2 separate regions of the Hordeum vulgare genome follow, and region 1 is linked to region 2. Evidence: chromatin contacts called from public Hi-C data. All regions are on one chromosome and are shown on one strand. The core of a region is the stretch at or near the end of the contact, and the rest is flanking DNA. Distances in the headings are between cores, read along the strand shown. Region 1 holds the start of LOC123426878 (probable protein phosphatase 2C 41). Region 2 holds the start of LOC123426875.

Evidence for each region. Hi-C and Micro-C count contacts between places; a contact is called where the count stands out from the background.
Region 1: a Hi-C map of seedling shows a contact between it and region 2, with 8 times the contacts expected there. The contact joins the promoter of LOC123426878 here to the promoter of LOC123426875 in region 2. A contact is called at or near these places in 1 of 6 Hi-C or Micro-C datasets (seedling) and 1 of 1 datasets of contacts at active chromatin or transcription factors (embryo).

Annotation. Positions count from the first base shown.
Region 1 is chr2H:505,802,650-505,805,994 of MorexV3_pseudomolecules_assembly, forward strand. LOC123426878 (probable protein phosphatase 2C 41) reads right to left here and starts at 1,916. Exons shown (of 6, transcript XM_045110780.1): 1 at 1,735-1,916; 2 at 1,368-1,586; 3 at 534-776; 4 at 173-449. The coding sequence starts at 1,406.
Region 2 is chr2H:504,835,724-504,839,465 of MorexV3_pseudomolecules_assembly, forward strand. LOC123426875 reads left to right here and starts at 1,756. Exons shown (of 14, transcript XM_045110775.1): 1 at 1,756-2,034. The coding sequence starts at 1,909.

The DNA.
Region 1 (3,345 bases), core at 666-3,165, 970 kb after region 2:
CTAAGAACTTTTCACTAGGACAAATATTTTACTAATATTCTGTGTTTGTGGTATCCTGATACTCCGGAACAAGATGGGTGAATGAAATAACAGATGAACAACTGGCTGCAAGTCTGTAACGATGATTTCAATCAAAAATAATAATGTTAAAATAGAGAAATCAGTGTCTCACCTGGCATATTTGAAACAAAACCACCCCTGTTTTCAATAGCGCCACGCTCGGCATTTGGATCATGGTCAATTGACATCTGTATGGCCTCGCCTCCTTTCAGAAGAACAGCCCGTGAATCCCCAACATTAGCTACCCACAACTTCCTGCCATTTATAAGGATGGCAGTTACAGCAGTGGAGCCACCTTGTCCCAGATCTGGAGTATGTGACAGAATAGCCTGGTCTGTCTTTTCATAAGCCTTTGTGATTGCTCTGTCTGGATGTGTCCAAAACTCTTCCTGAAATGACAGAATAAAAATAAGATCACCAAAAATACTAGTGAATGTGGCATTTTTGTATTGAAACAAATGCCAAAAACTTGCCTCGTTCAAAATATTAGGAAACAAATTTTTCTGTAGGTATGCAGGAACAGTGTCACCTAAATGACCATCATAAATAGCAAAAAGACCAAGCTCGTTTCCTTTCACTTCAGCAAGCTCTGCGACATGAAAATCCTCCATCGGATGGTTTGTCTTTCCTCTTACAAGGCTAAACCCGTAGCTAACCTTGACTTGGCCCTGACAGCCTTTCCCTTTACCAGAGGAGGCCGATGCATGCCCTGTCAGCTATATTGAAACAGAGCAGTCAGCAAGAGTAATAAATTAACCAATATAGCTTCTAACCAATGCATTTGACGAGCTTCTAACAATTTTTAGTTTAAAAAGCTCGAGTATGTACCAATTTACTTCTGGCTGGGATTACTATAAAAAGTATATTAGAGCAGGTGTAGTTCTTCTTTCTCCTTTTTGAAAGGAAACACAGAGCAGGTATAGTCCAGTCAACAACTAACGAAAATCATGTCATCAGAAGATGAGGGCTAGTTTCAGAAGACAAAAAGGATGAGGGCTGGTGTACTTTTGTGTCCAGTAAGTCAACTTTAGTCAATTAAAACATTATTACCACGAAGCATATGTCACCGGCAGTGAAATTTGTACCATATCATTATCAAAGGCAGTGCAATTCATGAAGAAAGTACAGCTTTGCTCACTAGGAACCATGTGCTGTAAATATCATCGTAATTCTTAAGAGTACCTAATTTGCCGAACTGTTACATGATATTCCGTACAGATAACCTCACAGTAAAAATAGAAAATCTATACAGAAAAAAATGATGCAATTAGCAAAGAAAATACCGGGACAAGGAAAACAAAGCTTACCTCGGAGCAGCCAGCGCCGAAGCAGCAAAACCTCGCCATATTCTCTCGTGAACTCCCTACCAGCTCCCACCCGTGAGCTAGAACAAGATAGAGCAGCCGAAGGGCGAAGAATAATAGGAAGCCCCCGCCGCCAGCGAGACCCGTCTCGGGACACCACGCGGCCCGGCTTCGGTTGCAACGGCCTCCCAAAACCGCGCCTCTTTCATGGAACTCTGCACCCTGACGGCAAGCAAAAAAAAGGATAGCCAGAGAATTCGATCACCTCAGATCCGGTAGCGTGGACACAAGCAGAATTAAACAAGGGCCACAGAAAAGAAGAAAAGAAAATCATGATTTTTTCTCCGGCGAAGCGGGTCGGTCGACTCACCGATCGATCCAGCGGTGGACGAGCTCGGAGATTCCCAGGGGGCGGAGGTGGAGGAGAGCTCGAGGCCTTGAGCGATGGAAGCGAAGGAGCTGAGCTGAGATGAGCCGCTCTCTCTCTCTCTCTCTCAGGGTCGGGGGGAGCTCCGGGTTTGGGTATTTTTTCTTCCGTCAGGTTTGCGCGTGGGGACGAGGAAGTCTATGCCTTTCCGGGGGTCAACACTCGGCAGGGTACAGACGGCGGGCCCACGCTGACATAGACCTGGTTCATACACCAGATCAATCGTACCGCCCGTGGCCGCACTCCGCAAGCTGAATCGACGGTGGGGATGCTTCCATCTGAAGACCAGGTGTGTGCGAACGGGCTTGCGTCGTGGGGACGACAGGGGAGCAGAAACGGTCGTAATTGACGGGTCCAAGCGAGAAAAATCCAGCTCCACACGCCGACGTGTGGGCCTGGATGCGTGGGGCCTGCTCGTCATGTGCTGCTGTTCCGTGGAGGTAGGGCACAGGCGCGGGAATTAAAGACTTGGGCGGAGGGAGCGGGGCGCGCCGGTTTGACTTGCCTGTCCAGGGGCAGAGACGAGACAAAACAAGCGCTTGGGTTTCTCAGGGAACAGGGTCTATGGACCGGTGGCGGACGGGTGCGCGGCGTTGGGGCTTGGGTCCTGTGGACCATGTTCTGCTCGGCGCTGCGGGAAATTTAATTCGGCGGCAGGCAGACGCAGGCGACGACTGGGAAGTTAGACCGAGAGAATAATGAGGTGGACAATTAATTGGCCCTGTTTGAATGGTTAAAGTTAGAGTGGGTTAGATTTAAGCCATTTAAGAGTATCTCCAACAGTCTGTATGTTCAATCGTTGGTATAAATGTCCATGTCAGCAACCAACAGCACATCATACACGCTCTTCAATGAAGTGTATGTTAACAGTATGTAAAATAACTAAGCGGGTCCACTAAATGTTGAAGAAATGACCATGCTTACCTCGGAGCTTGTGCCTCAACCGTTGCTTCAAGTTCATACGATTTCATTCTCTCTCTTCTTTTATTATGTGCCATGTCATTAAAATCGTCTATGTGACAATTTTACCAACAATGATCATACGACTATTGAAGATGCCCTAACCCTCAAAGATCCAAACAGATGAGTTAGAGTTGGTTAGATGCATCTAACCCATTCAAAAACTCTAACCCACCCAAGAGGTGCTTTTTTGGGTTAGAGTATGTGGGGTCCAGGGAAAGAGAGAGGTCCAAAGTATTCAAATGATTAAAAAAGAGCATTTATTGTCCATCTAACCCTCCCATCCAAACACCTTTAGAGCTCTAACTCTAACCAGGTTAGAGTATCCAAACAGGACCGTTGATTGCTTGCGCTTCAGTCCGTTGCTCCCTATATTTCTTTTTTTTTAGGGTCGTTGCACGCCATACCGTGTGTGGAAAAAACTAGTCGTTTCTTCAAAATTAAAATAAAGGAACTCGGCGAGCTTTTACGCAATTCATAGGTTTTATGCACGGCTTTTGCTCCTCCCAGCAAAAAAAATAAAGGAGGAGAGGTTCTGAACCGCGATGCTTTGCCGGTAAGTAGAAAATATGCCTAAATTAGTTTTGTTCAAAG
Region 2 (3,742 bases), core at 506-3,005:
TTTATGTAATGTAAAAATATATATCGTGTGTTTCCCCAAAATGCCTGTGAATGTTTTTAAAAAGTTTGTACAACGTAAAAATGTTCACGTAGTTTATTGTAAAAATTGTATTTGGAAAAGCGTTACCATGAATCAAAAAGTGTTCAAAACATGTTTAAAAAAATGTACATCACGTATTTGAATAATGTTCGGCGTGTATAAAAAAATGTGTCACATGTGCTCAATAACTGTACCCCGAGAAAACAAAGAAACTAAAGTAACAAAAACAAAGAAAACCAAAAAAAAGCTCATAGATAAAAAAGAATCAAAGGAAAAGTGAGCAAGCGAACCCTAGAGCTACCACTACAAGCTGAGACGAAGCAAAGCTAACTAGGCGCGTAGCGGTCAACCACGCCAAAATGGGCCGGCACGATGCTGTTGTTCGTAGCTGATTCTTATTAGGAATCGATTACTGACGATACATAGCCATGGCATCAACAAAAGCTCAAATAGAAAATTCTGCTTGAGCTGCAATTGTACTCCTCAATTCTATTTGGCGCCTTTTGCACGAGTTATATCATGCATTTTGTTAATGGGTGCTAAAGGCGTTCAAGCCTGGCCCAGGCCATCTAAGGGGTGCAACTGGAGAGAGCTTTTTTGGGCTAATCCTATTTGGCGCTGCAGGCGTCGGTTAAAGTGCATTTATCTTAACCGGCGCCTGCAGCGTCAGTCATGGGCCGGCCCAATGGAAGGGCGGGTTTCCCGGTTTTTGAATTTAGTTTTTTTAAGACTTGTTTTTCTTTGATTTTTCTTTTTTTTTCTTGTTACTTTTATTTACTCTTTTTATTACTTTTTTCATTTCAATTTTATATTATATATATTTTTTGTTTTAAAAAAAAAGAGCAACCTTGTTTTCTTTCCAAATTCATGATTTAGTTTTCAAAATTCATGAACGTTTTTGAATATTGGTGACTTTTCTCAATTTTTGATGATTTGTTTTTTGAAATTTGATGAACTTTTTTTTTCAAACGCATGAACTTTTCTAAAAAATGATGAACTTTTTAAGGTTTGTGAACTTTTTTTCCAGTTCAACGAACTTTTTTTAAAACATTTTTCAAATTCATGAACTAATTTTTAAAATCCATGAATTTTTTAGAAATTTGTGAAGTTTTTTTAGATCAGAGTGAAATTTTTTAAATTCATGAACTTACATTTCAAAATTTATGAACCATTTTCGCTTTTATGAACCTTTTGTGTTCAACCGTGACCATAGAACGAGGGAAAATTGGAGCTGCTCCATCGAGCGTAAACCTCCATAATGGGCCGATCTAGAAGGGGTGCGCCTAAGCGCCGGTTCCCTTTTGTGGCGCTTAGCCAACAAGGACCAAAATCATGAATTAAAAAAATACTCTTTTTAAATGTCAATTTCACCATTTTATATTGTGACAGCTGAAGTATTGCATGTATGTCATTTGTCGTAACCTAAGAGTTTTTATTTTTTTATAGATCTGTATTTTTAAAATGTTTATTTTTTAAACCGTGCATTTAAATCTTCAAAATCACTAATTCAAGAGTATTTTTTTCAAAGATCTCTTTCACCTTCTCAGATTGTGAAAAATGACGCATTATATGTGTCATTTTGAAAAGACGGTTTAAAAAATAAAATATTTAAACTAGCTTATGGTTACCTGAGGATGTGAGAGTGATAAAGAAGTAGTCTTCAATTAATGATTTCGAGAAGAAGCTATAACTTTAGCCTGGCGGCCGGATACAACTGGGGCAGCCCATGTGGACCAGCTTATTTGCAGTCAGGGCCCAACCTTCTCGTTTCCATCTTTTCCTCCTTTCTGTTCCAGTGAATTCACTCGCACAAACCTGAAATCGAACCTGAAATCAAACCAAGATCGAGCGGAAGCACGGCACCACGCCATGGAGGCGCTGCTGGAGCTAGAAAAGGTGCAGAGGGTGCTCTCGCTCATGGGCTCCCGTGGCCTCTCCGATTCCAACGGCAGCGGCGGCGGGGACCGCTTCCTCGCCCACTTCCTCCTCTTCCTGGTATGGTTATTAGCCTAGCCACCTCGCCCCCTTCTCTTCCGCCGTGTTCACGAATCCAATCACCTCAGATCCGTAAGTTACGTGTGCGCTTGCTTGACTAGCAGTTTCGGGTGAACTAAAGGTCTTGTCCGATATGTTAGCAATTTTCCGATTAATTTAATCCATAAGTAAATTATGAAGACAGTGCTAACAATATTAATCTCATATTGTAATAAGCTAATCATGCGAGTGCGGACCAGGCATGGAATAGGCATATCTATCAACATACTATTTAAGTAGTAAAAGCGGGATGAACAAACCATACCTCCTTATAAAACTTAATGACTGGTATTACTTAGCAATTAATTAAAAAAAAAGCTTTGGTCCCGCTTTATATATAAAGCAATGACCATCAACAACCCGAAACAAACGCATGCCATCACAATACACGCACACACCCAAGGCAGGATACATAGACGCTGAACGCAACAATACCATCCCTAACACTACGGGAGTAACTGGGGGTTTCAACCGTGAACACGTCAGCGTGAAGAGATGAAGCCGCATACGGCGAACCATGGGCTCCATGACTGCGCCTTCAGGAAGGTTTCGACATCGGAACGCCGCCACCGCCCGATCCTAGAATCAGAGTTTCCCCTGTAGTAACACGAGGGCAATGAGAGCCGCGACGACGCCTTTAAGAAGGGAACGATCTTCGCCGCCACCGGTCCGATCGAAGATAGAACAAGTTTTCACCCTGACAACCACTCACCGCCACCGAACGCCACACCCTGGCTACCACGCCGCCCACACGACCATGGTCTCCAGGCAGCACCAAGCCACAATCTCTGCCCATGAGCACCGCGCTACCACCACCCCGACATCCAATACCTTGACACCACCTCACTTGAGACCTGCCGCTGCCCCAATCAAAGAGACGAGCGGAAAGGCCGCGCCTTTCGCACCCCTGGGCGGCACCCAGCACCGAGACCCAACTGGCGACCCGTCCTGTAGCCCCTGGCGCGAGACGAGCTCGGTCCTACAGCCGGACGCGAGACAAGCTCGATCCTGCAGCCAGGCGCGAGACGAGCTCAGTCCTGTTATACCGGACGCGAGACGAGCGATGAACTGCAACTGGGAAAGGTCCAACCCTTCAATGAGGGTAGTGCCCGGATGACGAGGAGAGGTGTCGAAGGCTGTCCCAGGCCGCCTACGGACAAGCCGACGTCGGAACACGTCAGCCGCCGCCGCAGTCGACCTGCCAAGCTGCCGTGGAGCCATCCATGACCGGAGCAGCAGCCACACCGGGCCACTACCCAACCTGCACCGTCCGGCAAGCTCCAAGCGTCGGAGCCGCTGGGCACGCACCCGCGTAACGAGCAACCGGAGGGGAGGAACGCAGACGACGCCCCCACACTTGGCCGATCCAGATCAGGGACGGGGAGGGCCGAACTCCCCGCCAGCACGGGCCACCGCGCCAACGGCCGAGCACAGGACACCGCCGCCCGTGCCTTCCGCTCCCTGCACCCTACCGCACCTGCCACCCCGCGCCGCTGGTCGAAAACCCAGGACAGATCCGGCCGACCCGCATCCACCCGGCGCCAAGCACCGCCGCACGAAGCCCCGTGCGCTCACCCGCACGCAGCCCTCCACGCCACCGCCACGGCCTCCAGTGCCGCCGCGCCCCGCGCAGCACCGCGTCCTGGCCGAGCCAGATTGTCCCGCGACG